Linked DNA regions of Mus musculus: region 2 is linked to region 1. A link is a contact called in public HiChIP or PLAC-seq data. All regions are on one chromosome and are shown on one strand. Each heading gives the region's core, a stretch centred on a gene start, on an enhancer-like site or on the middle of the called end of the contact. The rest is flanking DNA. Distances are from core to core; before and after follow the strand shown. Region 1 overlaps Nr1h4 (nuclear receptor subfamily 1, group H, member 4). Region 2 holds the start of Anks1b (ankyrin repeat and sterile alpha motif domain containing 1B).

Region 1 (6,516 bases), core at 2,358-4,857:
AGTGTCCTTAGTAATCTAGTACAGCTTCATAAATAATACTTTCTAATCACCAGGGTACTTGTGGGTATGGGACATGGATGCCATATTGTTAAAACCATATCTTTTGCATTTTTGGTACCTACATATGGCAGCCTTAGACTTTCCTGCTAGAAACATTCCTATCCATCCTTCAGGATTCACCTGTCCAGTGCCTATCAAATACGCTTGCACAGGAATGTGAGCACTCCTCCATGCTCCAGTTTGCACAGTGTTCCTTTCTAATGCTCTTCCACCTTCTATACCAGTCTGCGGTTCCCGAAGGACAAAGGCCAGGCAGTGTGAGTCCATACCCTTGACAACTGAACAGTTTCAGGTGCAGGACAACCCCAGTATTCAACATGTATCTGTCTAGAGACAACTGAATAACTGCACAGAAAGACCTCCACAAGATGCCACATCACTCTACATTTCTACAACATTTGCTGCAGGAGGTTCACACAGACAACGCTGTTAATTGGCCTCAGTGCTCAGCATCCCCCTACAGCAGAGTTCCTAAATCTAGGCATGACTGAAATCTGCAACTATGTAAATTGTTTGCTAATGATATAGCTTCTGCCCACCAGATGCAAGGAGTGTCCCCTCCCTGCAATGTGACAATCAGAAATATCTCTAGATGCTGCCAACATCCAAGGGATGAAGTAGATCAGCCGAGGTTGGAGACCATGGTGCTATAACATAGTCAGCACTTTACCCCGAGTACATCGTGTGCTTATAAAAGCCACCTTTCCCAACAAAGTCATTAGTTAAGAAGAAGGAGGCATGCTGGAATTTTGAGGAAGGAGGAAACACAGGGTGATGATTTCGCATAAGACGATGAGTAGCTGGGAAAGAGTGGCAAACTGAGAGTCCCCTGCTGCACTTGGAATGTGTGAGCCAACCATGCTGTCTTAGTCCTCCAGTTAAAGCAAGTGGTGAATTGAACTCAGTCAGCTAAGCAATTTTCCCTGGCAAGGCAAAAAGCAAACACCTGTAGCTTGATATAGCTTAGCATACCCAAAGGTCCTGGATTTAGCTCCCAGCAAAGCAGTCAGCGAGCAAGATGACTCACAGGTTGAAAAGAAGCACTCAGAAGCAGAGGCGGGAGGATGACAAGTTCAAAGCCATCTTCTTCCCTACAGTGAATTCAAGGCAAGCCTGAGCTGTATGAGAACCTGTCTCAAAACAGCTTGCCTGGAAGAAGCAAGAGTTGAGTGTGTCTGGCAAATGATCCTAGAAAGGACCATATTGATGGAGCAGACACCTGAAACTAAGTACTGAGGGAAACGAAGCTGGGCAAAAACATAGCACAGTAGTGTTAGGATAGTAGATGACTCAGTACGTAGAGTGCATGCCATGCAAGTCTAACCACTTCAGTTTGGATTCCCTAAGCCCACCACACACAGTAGCACAAGCTACTTTAATCTTCCCACACACTTACTGAGGGATAGGAGTCAGAGGCAGAAGAGTTGCTGGAAGCTTGCAGAGTGGCCAGCCTGGTGCAGCATTGCATAAAAGAGATTGCCTCAAACAAGCTCAAAGGTGAGGACCAACACTCAAGACTGTCCTTTCAACAACACAGGCCCGCCATGATGCATGTCCCCACTCGCACACAGACATATATATATACACATAGAGGACAGAAGGAGCTCAAGCCAGTGTATGGAAGACTGGGGGGTGACAGCTTGGTGGGTGAAGAGACGCTGGAATCGGAGTTGATAAAGCAAGTGAGCAGGAAGGTAAGATGGTTGTCTTCCATCACGGCTCGTCAAAAACCTAGGCACTTCAGCTTTTAGAGAATATGTATTGGTATTAATAGGTATGTGTTTGGTACAGGTTTAATAAAAATCCATCTCCAAGTATTACAAACAAATTATATATATATATATATATATATGTACATATATATATATATATATAAACAACTTATGTGTGTAGATCTATATAAAACAACAATATATATATCAAGTTGTAGAACATGAAGATGCCCCACTCAGATCTCCCTTTACAAGAGTCCATGGCAGCCTGACAGCTGCTCCCTTGTGACTGTTAACAAGGATTGTCAGCTGCAATCCAGCTGCAGGCTGATCACAGACAGCAATGCCTCTGTGGGCCTGTTCAGTGGGCATCTCTAACCTCATTCTTCTCTTTACCCTAGCTTAGACCTCCTCAGCCCTGTGCTCTGAGTCTCTCCCTAGTCAAGCCTTCTTTTCCTTCCCACAGGCATCAGATCAATGAAGTAGGGGGAAGGCTCTCTCTCACTGGACCTGCTTCCTCCCCTTCTATTTTTCAGAGATTCTCATAGATTAATCCTTTGCATATTTAATTTAATCCTGTCATTTGCTTTTACCAACTCCCAAAGCTTATACAACTAGAGTAAAGCCCTGTAATAGATCATGCAAAAATTACTTTTATAACATGGAGGATGTTCCTCTTAGAAATCCAGTAGTGGGGGGAAAGAGATAGAGATATATAGAAAGAGACAGAGATTAGAATATCTGAGTAATTAATTCCCCTTCAGATCTCTACTCATCAAAATATTTTAATTTCTATAGCAACTATGCTATGTGTCACCTGAATGAACTTTAGACAGCTCATCTTGAAAGGAGAGAGTGCCACAGCAGAGTCCCCATGTCAGCACTGTCTGTGCACTCAGCTTACACACAGATCCCAAACAGATGCCTGATCCTTGGGACTAACAGCTTCCAGAAGGACTGGGAAAAGAAGACTTCCCAGCACTTAGTTTTCAGGGAGGGAGAAACTAAGAATTCTGATACCTGGGAAGATCCTTCGGTGCCAGTCTGGCATGGCAGTGGAAGGGACACTGTGACACAGTTGCTGTCCCTAGAGCAGGGCAAATAGGATGTGGCCCTCCATAAGTGCTGTGCACGTAGGGCTTGTTTGCATAATAATGTACATATTTTGCTTCATTTGTTCCTTCTTGGGAGAATGTTTTCCCTTCCAAGGTTAATACTGCATAATAATCAGAAACAGCCCGAGTCTGGGAAGCAAGAATGCATCTGATGTTCCTCAGCAAATACTGTGACCTTCAGGATAGCCCTTAAGGCTGTGGGAAAGAACTCTGAAAACACGAGTTCAAGAATTTCTCAACTATGAAAAATATAAGGATGCAATATGAATTGTGTGAGGGCCTTCATAGACCAAAACCAAATCAAACCAATCAAACAAACAAACAATAAAAAAATAAACAGAGGCATCTGCACTAGTGAGTCAATAAAGGGAAAGGAATAGAAAAACAAACAAACAAACAAACAAACAAACAAAACCAAGGCTTATGGTTTAAATAATATAGGAGCACCAGGAAGTGAGGGAGTGGTCGTCCTAGGTCAGGAATCCCACTCAACCAAGCTTACTGTTTGTGTTTACAAAGGCAGGTAGATTTCTGAGTGCAAGGCCAGCCTGGGACAGATGGAGTTTAGGTCCTGAAGTGGTGGAAGTTGTGATCTCAGGGCAGGATCCCATCCAGCTAAGCTTACTGGTTGTGTTTACAAAGGCAGACAGACCTCTGAGCTCAAGGTTTGTCTACAGAGCAAGTTCAAGGACAGCCTAACTTAGGCAATGAAGAAGTTGGAAAACAGAAAGTTTCTCACATAATAACGTCTATGTCTGGATTTGGCAACCACAAGCCTATGCCCAGTGAACCGCAGGACTTGCTAAGTTTAAAAAAAAAAAATGTGCTTGCTGTCTTTTTCTAAGAATCCAGGGACTAAGGTCACAAAATGCTGATTCATGGGATAATCAAAAGGGAACTTGGAGTAAATGATTGAATTGTTATGCAAATAAAAGACTGGGCTTTGGTCTGCATGAGCAGAGCTATTCAGAGAGCTAACAGGTTTTCTGACTTCAGTTGGGCAATCCAGGAGCTATCTAGAAAGCTATCTCAAGCAGAAGACAAAGCTAGCAGCTTGCACGCATCACTGATTTCGAGTCACATCTTCTGCTGCTCCCATTCACCCCTTTCTCAGGACCCTCTCCCAAGCCAAGGCGGATTCTCGGCAGCCCAGGGAAGCAAGTGGCAGATAAGCAGCTGAAAGCAAACCTCCACCTATTTGTCCATTCTTTCTCTCAGTCATTCTCCAGATGTTTCTTAAGCAATTAAGCTTCTACACCAAGTAGCATGTGCTAGGATCGCTTACACACACACACACACACACACACACACACACACACACACACATGCCCCCCAACACACACACACAGAGAGAGAGAGAGAGAGAGAGAGAGAGAGAGAGAGAGAGAGAGAGAGCTTAATATAAGGTCCCAATCCAATCCATGTGAAAAATAAAATCTACCACCTGACATTTATCTGGTAGATTTTTATTGCCTTGTTGCCTACCTGTTCTGGGCCAGAATTAATAATTTAAAAATGTAGACTATAATCCATACTTCTTGACAACACAATGCCTTTCAGAGAGTGAAAGTCTGAGACAACAGCCTTAGATCCTTCAACCATCCCCCACTTCCCCCAGAGACAGGGATCACACCTTTGAAATTCCCTTATCTCCCTGTAGGAGTTTTCCACTCTGTTTTATCCTAAGGAGACTTGCAAAGATGTATTTTCATATTTCCCTCTTCTGTTCAAAAACCTTTAGCATCTCAATATTACGTAGAAAATAACAAAATTCAAGGCTCTTAACCATCTCGTCTCCATTCCCCTTCTTGTAAGCCTAAATCTATTAACCACAGCTTCACTTGCCCAAGATGTCTGGCCACACTGGCCCTTCGGTCCTACAACTGCACCCCATGCCTCCAGATGCAGTACCATTCAGGGCCTGGTTCAAATGCTAACACAACCTCTCCAGGCAAGGTGCTTCCCAACTAGAGGTCACCTCTCAGCTAGCTCTGCTCTTGGGCTTTTTACTGGGCTTCGTCTTAGTTGTACAGCTTTCTCTTTCTTTACAAGACCTTTGATTTTTACAAAGGAGGCAGTTTGATTAATCTCTTCACCATGGCACTTCCCCTCTAAATCCTCATTAAACGAATGAACCGGTGGCTGCATAAGAACAGTGTACCTTCTACAAGTATGCACTGTTAAACTCTGCTAATGATGGCAACTATACTTTAGGGTTTGGGGAAATGTATACAGGGGTCTTGAAGATAGCTGTCAATTTTTAACTAAGAAAACATTATGACTATAAGGTAGTTTAAAAAGATAATCTCTAATGTGTATGCTTGTATGTGTGTGTGTGTGTGTGTGTGTGTGTGTGTGTGTGTGTGTGTGTGCATAATACAAATACATACCTCCTTCTGATTGCTGTTCTAGAATGCTGGTTTTAGAAGTCTAACCTTGTTCCAATTAGTCACAGAATAAGATCTTTAGAGGAGGTTATCTCTCCAACTCCATTCCCCAACCCACCCATAAGCTCATAGTGAAATAAAAACACCTTATTTTAAGGATTCCCACAAGAAAAACTTGCACAGAATTTATGGAAGTCCATCCCAGCGTCTCTTGGCATTTTCTGCCAGAGTATCACTCCATAACAAGTTAAGCTGAATTATGTGTGGTATGATTTCACGTTGTCTCTTAAGGGGTAGTGTATTATATTGATTTAAATGTATGGCTTCTAGCTGGGGATAGGGGCTTTAGCTCAGTAGAAGGCCAAATGCTCAATCCATGAGATGCTCCATTTAGTTCCAGTCATTGCAAAGTAAATAAAGTGAAGAAGACATATGGCTTCTGAGATCAGAATTTCTGTTTGTCTCTGGAGACCTGAGCTTTCTCTCTTGGCTTCCTCATCTTTAACGTAGGGGTGATAATAGAACTCATCTCATAGGGTGATTTCAGACTTTGACTAAACTGTATGTAAATTATTCAGAACAATGTCTGGAATCTGGAAAATGATAAATGAGTACTGATGATAATTGTTTATTTTATTTTGAATAGGATAGATAATAGCTTAATACTAGTCTTTCATACCTATAGGTTAGGAATAAATGAATCTTTTTTTTTTCCTGAACTGGATAGACCCAGTTCCATTGTACCATTTTTAATCAGATGAAAATTTTTAATATTTCACAGGTCTTCATCTTAGTTCAGAGAAGAATATTTTGCTGGGTTTTTTTGTTTTGGTTTAGTTTGGTTTTTTGTTTGTTTTTCGTGACAGGGTTTCTCTGTATAGCTCTGGCTGTCCTGGAACTCACTTTGTAGACCAGGCTGGTCTCGAACTCAGGATAAATCCGCCTGCCTCTGCCTCCCGAGTGCTGGGATTAAAGGCATGCGCCACCATACCCGGCTATTTTGCTGTTATTAAAAGAATTTTCGAACCATGATTCCAAAAGTCCCACCTATTTAACCTATATTTTTTTATAGCCGTTCTTCATGCTAGGTGCATGGTCATGTAATGTTGCCTGGTAGATTAGGGCCCATCTTCATGGTTTGAACGCCAAGTTTTACTTAGATTAAAAACTCTTTAAGTATGTCACTTACCACTCTTTCGAATTCTTTCTTCCAACAGGTCTGCATGACCGGCAGGAAGTTTC
Region 2 (6,673 bases), core at 1,163-3,662, 400 kb after region 1:
TAAGTGGCAGGGAGTCCTGGATCTGTCTTATCATAGTTTCCAATGATGTGACTTTGAGCTCATCAGTTTCCTCGTATGCGCACTAAGGATAAAAGAGGTACCTCTGACTCCACAGAAAAGTGAAATGCACACATGATAGTCTCATAGTCTACAGAAATTTTGTTGAGTACTGAAACAAAAAGTGTAGAAAGCATTTAGTACATATGGCTTCTGGCATGTGGTAACTGCTCATCAAATGTTTGTAAGAATTAATTTCTGTGTAATTTGCTATTCAATGGGGTCTCAGGTTGGGATCTGAATTAAGTCAGTTCTAGGATCCAGCTGTTAACTTTTTCCATTTATTTTAAAGATATATTTCTAATTCTGTGTGTGTATGTGGGTATGCACACATAATTGTCAGGCCTGTGGAGGCCAGACGATCTGGGTTCTCTACAGGTGGAGTTACACAAAGTTGTCAGCCACTCGATATGGGTGCTAGGAACAGAACTGATTCTCTGCAAGAGCAGGAAATACTCTTCTCAGGAAATACTATCTCTCAGACTATCTATCTATCTATCTATCTATTTATTTAATGGAAGCACACAGGTGTGTGTGTGTGTGTGTGTGTGTGTGTGTGTGTGTGTGTGTATGGAGACCAGAGGACAACTTGTGGGAGCTATTTTTCTCCTTTTTTTTTAAAAAAGATTTTTATTTATTTATATGTAAGTACACTGTAGCTGTCTTCAGACACTCCAGAGGGAGTCAGATGGTTGTGAACCTCCATGTGGTTGCTGGGATTTGAACTCTGTACCTTCGGAAGAGCAGTCGGGTGCTCTTGCCCACTGAGCCATCTCACCAGCCCCTATTTTTCTCCTTTTTACTATGAGGGCTGGGGAGACTGAACTCAGGTCTTCTGGCTTAGCACATTTACCTGCTGAGGCATCTTACTAGCTCCCAGGTCCAGTTTGTCAGCCAACGACTGTGTGGCATCTTGTCCCTTTCTGGACCTCTCCTTTAGTTCTAAAGTAATATACAGTAATAATATCCAGTTCGTTGGGTTGTTGTAAGCAAAATGACAATCACATCTTTTCCTATCAACTGACCACAAGCTGTCACAGGAAGTTTCAAAAGAAAATAAGCATGCGTTCTCTGCCACGAGCAAGGAAAACATCCAACAAAATCAAGGCAGTCATACACAATGAACTGCTGATGATATATGCAAATCAAAGCAGCTCTCTCATCCATGCCCATTTATATTTTTCCTAGGGTGGATGTGGAAGAATTTCCAATGAGAACCCTTTTTCTGGTATTTGCACAAGTCAGCAGCTCTCCAAAGCCCGAGTAAAATTCAGGCTGATTAAAGACCCTAAAAAACCTGCAAAAGTCACAAGGCATTCAGTGGTTCAGAAACTAGGATAAACCAAACCTCTTCAGCTTCTTCCAAGGACGGACATCTCAGACTCTCACCAGAGAGGTAAAGCAAGAGGATGAAATATCCTTCAAGTCCCCCGGACTGGGACAGAAACTGCAGCAAAAGCGCCTCTTCTCAGCACCTCGTTCTCCATCACCTCCTAGTGGAAGATTTTCCCCAAGTCTGGTTACTGACTCTGGGCTTCAGGCAGAGAAGGCGCCTCAGCAGCTAGCGGGGTGATCTCCAGTACTCACACAGTTAAACCTCTTCAGAGACGGGAGAAGGGAGCAGAAGCGGGGTGGGGGGTGGGGGGAGAAGAGAGAGGAGGGAGAGGGAGCAAAGAGCGGGGAAGGAGGGAGGAGAGCGGAGGGAGCACGGAGGAGGGAGCAAGGAGGACCCCGCCCACTGGCACAGAACTGCACCCCCCCCCCAACCCCCCGCCCGCCCCACGGTCGGCCCCGGGCCGCACCTGCCGCGCGCACACGCCCCCCGCGCGCCGAGCCTCCGAGCCGCCGCCGCCGCCGCCGCCCTCCGCACGCACCCGCCGCGGCTCGTCCGCACAGCCCAGCCTCGGCGCGGGCCGCAGCCACCCCAGCCGCGGGCCGCGGCCGTCGTCCCCGTGTAAGCCCCGAGCCCGCCGGGCGCGGAACCCAGGTGGATCCAGGCTGGGCGTTTGTACGCACGGGCCTCCGCTGCCGTGGTTCGATACCCTCTAGCTCTGGGGAGGACGCGCTCGACTCGCTCCCTCCTCATCAGCCTCAGAGCGCTCCTTGAGCTCCTCAGTGCCGGAGCATCCTCCCCGCTGCTCAGCATCCTCCTGTCAGCGCCGGAGCATCCTGCTCAGGGCTCGGCGTTCTCTGAGCTCAGCATCCTCCTTCCGTTCCTCGGCAGCGCCCGGGCCCGGTCCCCACCCGCTCGCACCCCACCCGCGGGAAGGAGGCCTCGGGAATGCAGGGGAGTGGCTGTGGGGGCGCGTCGCCGCTTGGCCAGCCCCTCTGCCCAAACACAGGCTGCTCCCCATTGTAGAAGCTGCGCGGAGAGAAGGAGGACGGCGTGCTGCTCCCTGCGCGGGGCTGCAGGGAATAAGCCCGGGCATCCTTATAGGGTGGGGCGGGGAGGGCCCTGGCTTTTGGGGAGTGGACCTGGAGCAGGGAAAGGACTCTGTAGCGGACTCGGTGAGAGACTATGGGGAAGGACCAGGAGCTGCTGGAAGCTGCTCGTACTGGCAATGTGGCTCTGGTGGAGAAACTCCTATCTGGCAGGAAAGGAGGGATCCTGGGTGGTGGATCCGGACCTCTGCCCCTGTCTAATCTGCTAAGGTAAGAACTGGCACTCACTGCGGGCTCGGGGTGGTGGTGGTGGTATGCACACCCCTCGTTAGCATTGTGATGGGTACGTTCTCTCCTCAGGGTATATTGCACCTGGAGGTGTCAGCGATTCATTCTTAAATTAGACAGGAAAACAGACCGTGTGTGTGAAGAGGAGGCAAGAGCCTCCCAGTTAGACCGATGCTTTAGACTCTTGGAGTAATTTTAAAATAGCTTTTCCATCAATGCGTCAATCAGCTACTTTTCTCTAAACCGTGGTGCAGAACTTGTACATGTACTGGTGTTGCTAGAAGGAAATCGGCATGCCTGGTACTGTTTGTGTTTGCAGCTGTGAAAGCCCACCCCCTACTATTTGGCTATTTAAATGAGAAGCTTGTTGGATGCTTGCAGTTATCCTGCGAAAGCCACCGACTCCCTGGATTGCTGCTTCCTTCTTGGGCAGAAAGCATCAGCAGTGGGTAACGATCCCACAAAAACAAAGCCAGGGAACCTTCTGAGATGTCAATCAGGAGTGTGTAAAACTTGATGAGGCAGGTTGGGCAGCTTTAGTTTACTTTCAGTTTCCCAGACACAGCTGAGGGAAACATCCGGCTTGGGAAAGCGTGTGTGGAATAAATACAGCAGAGGCCTTTTAATGTTAACATGTTGCAGGTGAGACGAATATTAGTTCTCAAAGGTTCTTTCTAAGGTGACATTAAAAAAAGTCAAAGTCTTTATTCACCATACTAGAGAGAGCTAGAGAGAGCAGGGTTTGTCTGCATGTTTGAGAAACTATTAAAAGTTGAATTGAACAAATGAAATCTCTTAGGAGGCAGGAAGCCTGAAGAGCACTCAATGAAATTCAAGGAAAGCTCTTTAGTTCTCAAGTCGTGATTGTTCAGTGTGTCTTGTGTATTTTTGGAGGCATCTATCATCATACATAACTCTATCTTAAAACATCTCTTAATGGCAACTTAATGATACTTGTAAAAAAAATTAAAAGCTGGAGTGGTTTTCTTGCTTAAAAATATTTTGTATTACTTTTTATAAAAAATAAAAATAATTACACTTACTTGGTGTGTGTGTGTGTGTGCGTGTGTGTGCACGCTGTGCATGCCATCTACCCCATTCAGAAAGCAGAGGGCAACTTGTGAGAGCCTGTTTTCTCCCTCTATCATGCAGATTCAGGAAGTGGTACTCAAGTTCTCAGGTTTGAGAGCAAGCAAGCATCTTTATCCACTCAACTAGTGCAAGGCTGTGACCCTTTAATACAGTTCCTCATGTTGTGGTGACTCCCAACCACAAAATTATTTTTGTTGCTACTTTATAACTGTCATTTTGCTACTGTTATGAATTGCAAGGTAAATATCTGTGTTTCCTGGTAGTCTTAGGTGATCCCTATGAAAGGGTCTTTTGACCCTCAAAGAGATTGCAAGCCCTGGGGTTGAGAACGGCTGCTCTGACCTTTTGTGCTGATGTCCTTATGTGTTTGATACAAACTTATGCATGAAAATATTGTGGCATGGACACAGGTTCTCATAGGTTGTGATCAGATGGTGCAATTAATTATAATACTGCCTCTAGGGGGGAAGAAAAAGGTTATATTACAGTGAAATGAACATACCTGAAAAAGGGCAAGATTTAAAGAGCCATGTACTATTACATATACTTGGTGACAGTGACACTATTGGAATAATATTTCATTGCAGAACAGTGGTTATGTATAGAAGCTCTGCCCCCAGTGGGTCTTAGAAAACATAACTCTTCCGCGTGCTGTCTTCCATTTTCAAACACAACTAGATAATATATGTATTTTAGACATCAGTTTTGGTATTTACCTGTAGATTATAGAAAAGTTTAGTTACAATTTTTAGTTAGAAGTGAACTAGTTGTATTTGCAACAGAATCAATGATTATAAAAATGATAATGGATGTATGCTAAAACAAGTTCCTCAAAGATTAAAAATTAATCATTTTGGAAAATAGAGAATTCATTAGCAATGAGAGGTTTAGTTAATATCACTGACACGAATTGAGACAAATGATATTTTTTTTGGATAGGCCTTTCTCAGTTGTTTTATCTTTGAAACAGAAGTAGTTGACAAGTTTTAGGGTTAAGGTGGCACATGCCTTTAATCCCAGCACTTGGGAGGCAGAGGCAGGCGGATCTGAGTTCAAGGCCAGTCGGGGCTATACAGAGAAATCCTGTCTCAAAAAACCAAAAGAAGAAGAAGAAGAAAAAAGACATCAAGTATTTAATGTTAGTAAATATTTAAGCCATGAAAGCATGGGCCACAGTGTTCTTCTGCAATGAGTTTCTTTATTACTGGCTGTGTTGAATGGCCCTGGTAGTTCTACAGGAGCCTACATGGAAAACGATGTATTCACGAGGGCAGTTTGAGTCAACTGCTGCAAAAATCACAGAGATCACCAGTACCTTTCAGGCTTGCATTTACTTATCTCACACTGACTTAACCACTATAACATGTCTTGGAAGAAAATAGTTACTGGAATGGTGTTCAGGTGATCTTTTGAATAAAATATTTCTTTTTTTTTTAAATTTTTTATTAGGTATTTAGTTCATTTACATTTCCAATGCTATACCAAAAGTCCCCCATACCCACCCACCCCCACTCCCCTACCCACCCACTCCCCCTTTTTGGCCCTGGCGTTCCCCTGTACTGGGGCATATAAATTTTGCGTGTCCAATGGGCCTCTCTTTCCAGTGATGGCCGACTAGGCCATCTTTTGATACATATGCAGCTAGAGTCAAGAGCTCTGGGGTACTGGTTAGTTCATAATGTTGTTCCACCTATAGGGTTGCAGATCCCTTTAGCTCCTTGGGTACTTTCTCTAGCTCCTCCATTGGGAGCCCTGTGATCCATCCATTAGGTGACTGTGAGCATCCACTTCTGTGTTTGCTAGGCCCCAGCATAGTCTCACAAGAGACAGCTACATCTGGGTCCTTTCGATAAAATCTTGCTAGTGTATGCAATGGTGTCAGCGTTTGGATGCTGATTATGGGGTGGATCCCTGGATATGGCAGTCTCTACATGGTCCATCCTTTCATCTCAGCTCCAAACTTTGTATCTGTAACTCCTTCCAAGGGTGTTTTGTTCCCACTTCTAAGGAGGGGCATAGTGTCCACACTTCAGTCTTCATTTTTCTTGAGTTTCATGTGTTTAGGAAATTGAATAAAATTGAATAAAATATTTCTAAGTAGACACATTTTATGTGGTTATCACCTTATTTTGTTAATGCTTGCCATCAGAAACTTACAGGGTAATGGAAGGGAGGTGTGCTCTTCTCCAGCAAACATAGTGGCACTTGGAAATAATTGTAATATTTTGGAGTGAACTGTGGAGTAGGTTAGTCAGTCTCTTCTACTTGCTTCATTACATGTGTAGTATACTAATGGCGTCAGACTCTGGGGTAGATGCTTGCATGTCTCATCCGGAGGCCAACACTCATTTCACAGATGAAAGACTAGAGCGTCCAAGGTCACTTAATTAGTAATGCCAAGGATTTGAAATCCAGAGATTAAAATTTGCTTTACTGAATCTTTAGTCATAGTCAAGAATATATTTTGTCTTCAAAGTTTAAGGTGTATGGTCAAATCAGGCAGTACAGTCTGAATGTTTTCTTAGTTGTAAATAATAATTACACTTAAAGTCATTTTTCCAAGAAAAAAAAAATATTCCTTGCCTGCTTGCTTGAGACCTGATTTGATGAAAGTTTTGCAGACGGTACTTTCTGTTCACTTGTGATGTATGACACCAGCTGTGGCTATGTCACGAGGAGGTTTGCCTGTGTGTCCTGTGTGTCATTACAGTTTCTAGTGGGCATAAGAATGCCCTTCAATTACTTCCAAAAGCCATACTCACTGTGAACTATTGTGAGGTAGAAGTAGAATTCTATTCCTATGGTTTTTGTGAGGATTAAATGACATAAAAAGTAATAAATGAAGAATATTGAC

The links. HiChIP or PLAC-seq counts read pairs in DNA pulled down with a chosen protein or histone mark.
Region 2: a contact with region 1 is called in an H3K27ac HiChIP or PLAC-seq map of embryonic stem cells, with 5 times the contacts expected there. The contact joins the promoter of Anks1b here to the enhancer-like site in region 1. A contact is called at or near these places in 6 of 39 promoter capture datasets (the 3T3-L1 cell line, the HPC-7 cell line, embryonic stem cells and 2 more), 1 of 15 datasets of contacts at CTCF or cohesin (large pre-B cells), 1 of 484 Hi-C or Micro-C datasets (embryonic stem cells), 4 of 115 datasets of contacts at active chromatin or transcription factors (embryonic stem cells, large pre-B cells and stem cell-derived neural progenitor cells) and 1 of 9 other capture datasets (embryonic stem cells).

The regions. Positions count from the first base shown.
Region 1 is chr10:89,467,289-89,473,804 of GRCm38.p6, forward strand. It overlaps Nr1h4 (nuclear receptor subfamily 1, group H, member 4), which reads right to left. Exons shown (of 9, transcript NM_009108.2): 7 at 6,464-6,516. Among named protein-coding and RNA genes, the nearest start is that of Gas2l3, 27 kb to the left of the region's middle. Within about 2 kb of position 3,608, at least 14 of the 459 cell types and tissues checked have an H3K27ac peak or open chromatin away from gene starts, as enhancers often do. A contact at or near this core is called in embryonic stem cells, where this site is marked.
Region 2 is chr10:89,871,097-89,877,769 of GRCm38.p6, forward strand. Anks1b (ankyrin repeat and sterile alpha motif domain containing 1B) reads left to right here and starts at 2,413. Exons shown (of 27, transcript NM_001359241.1): 1 at 2,413-2,709. The coding sequence starts at 2,576.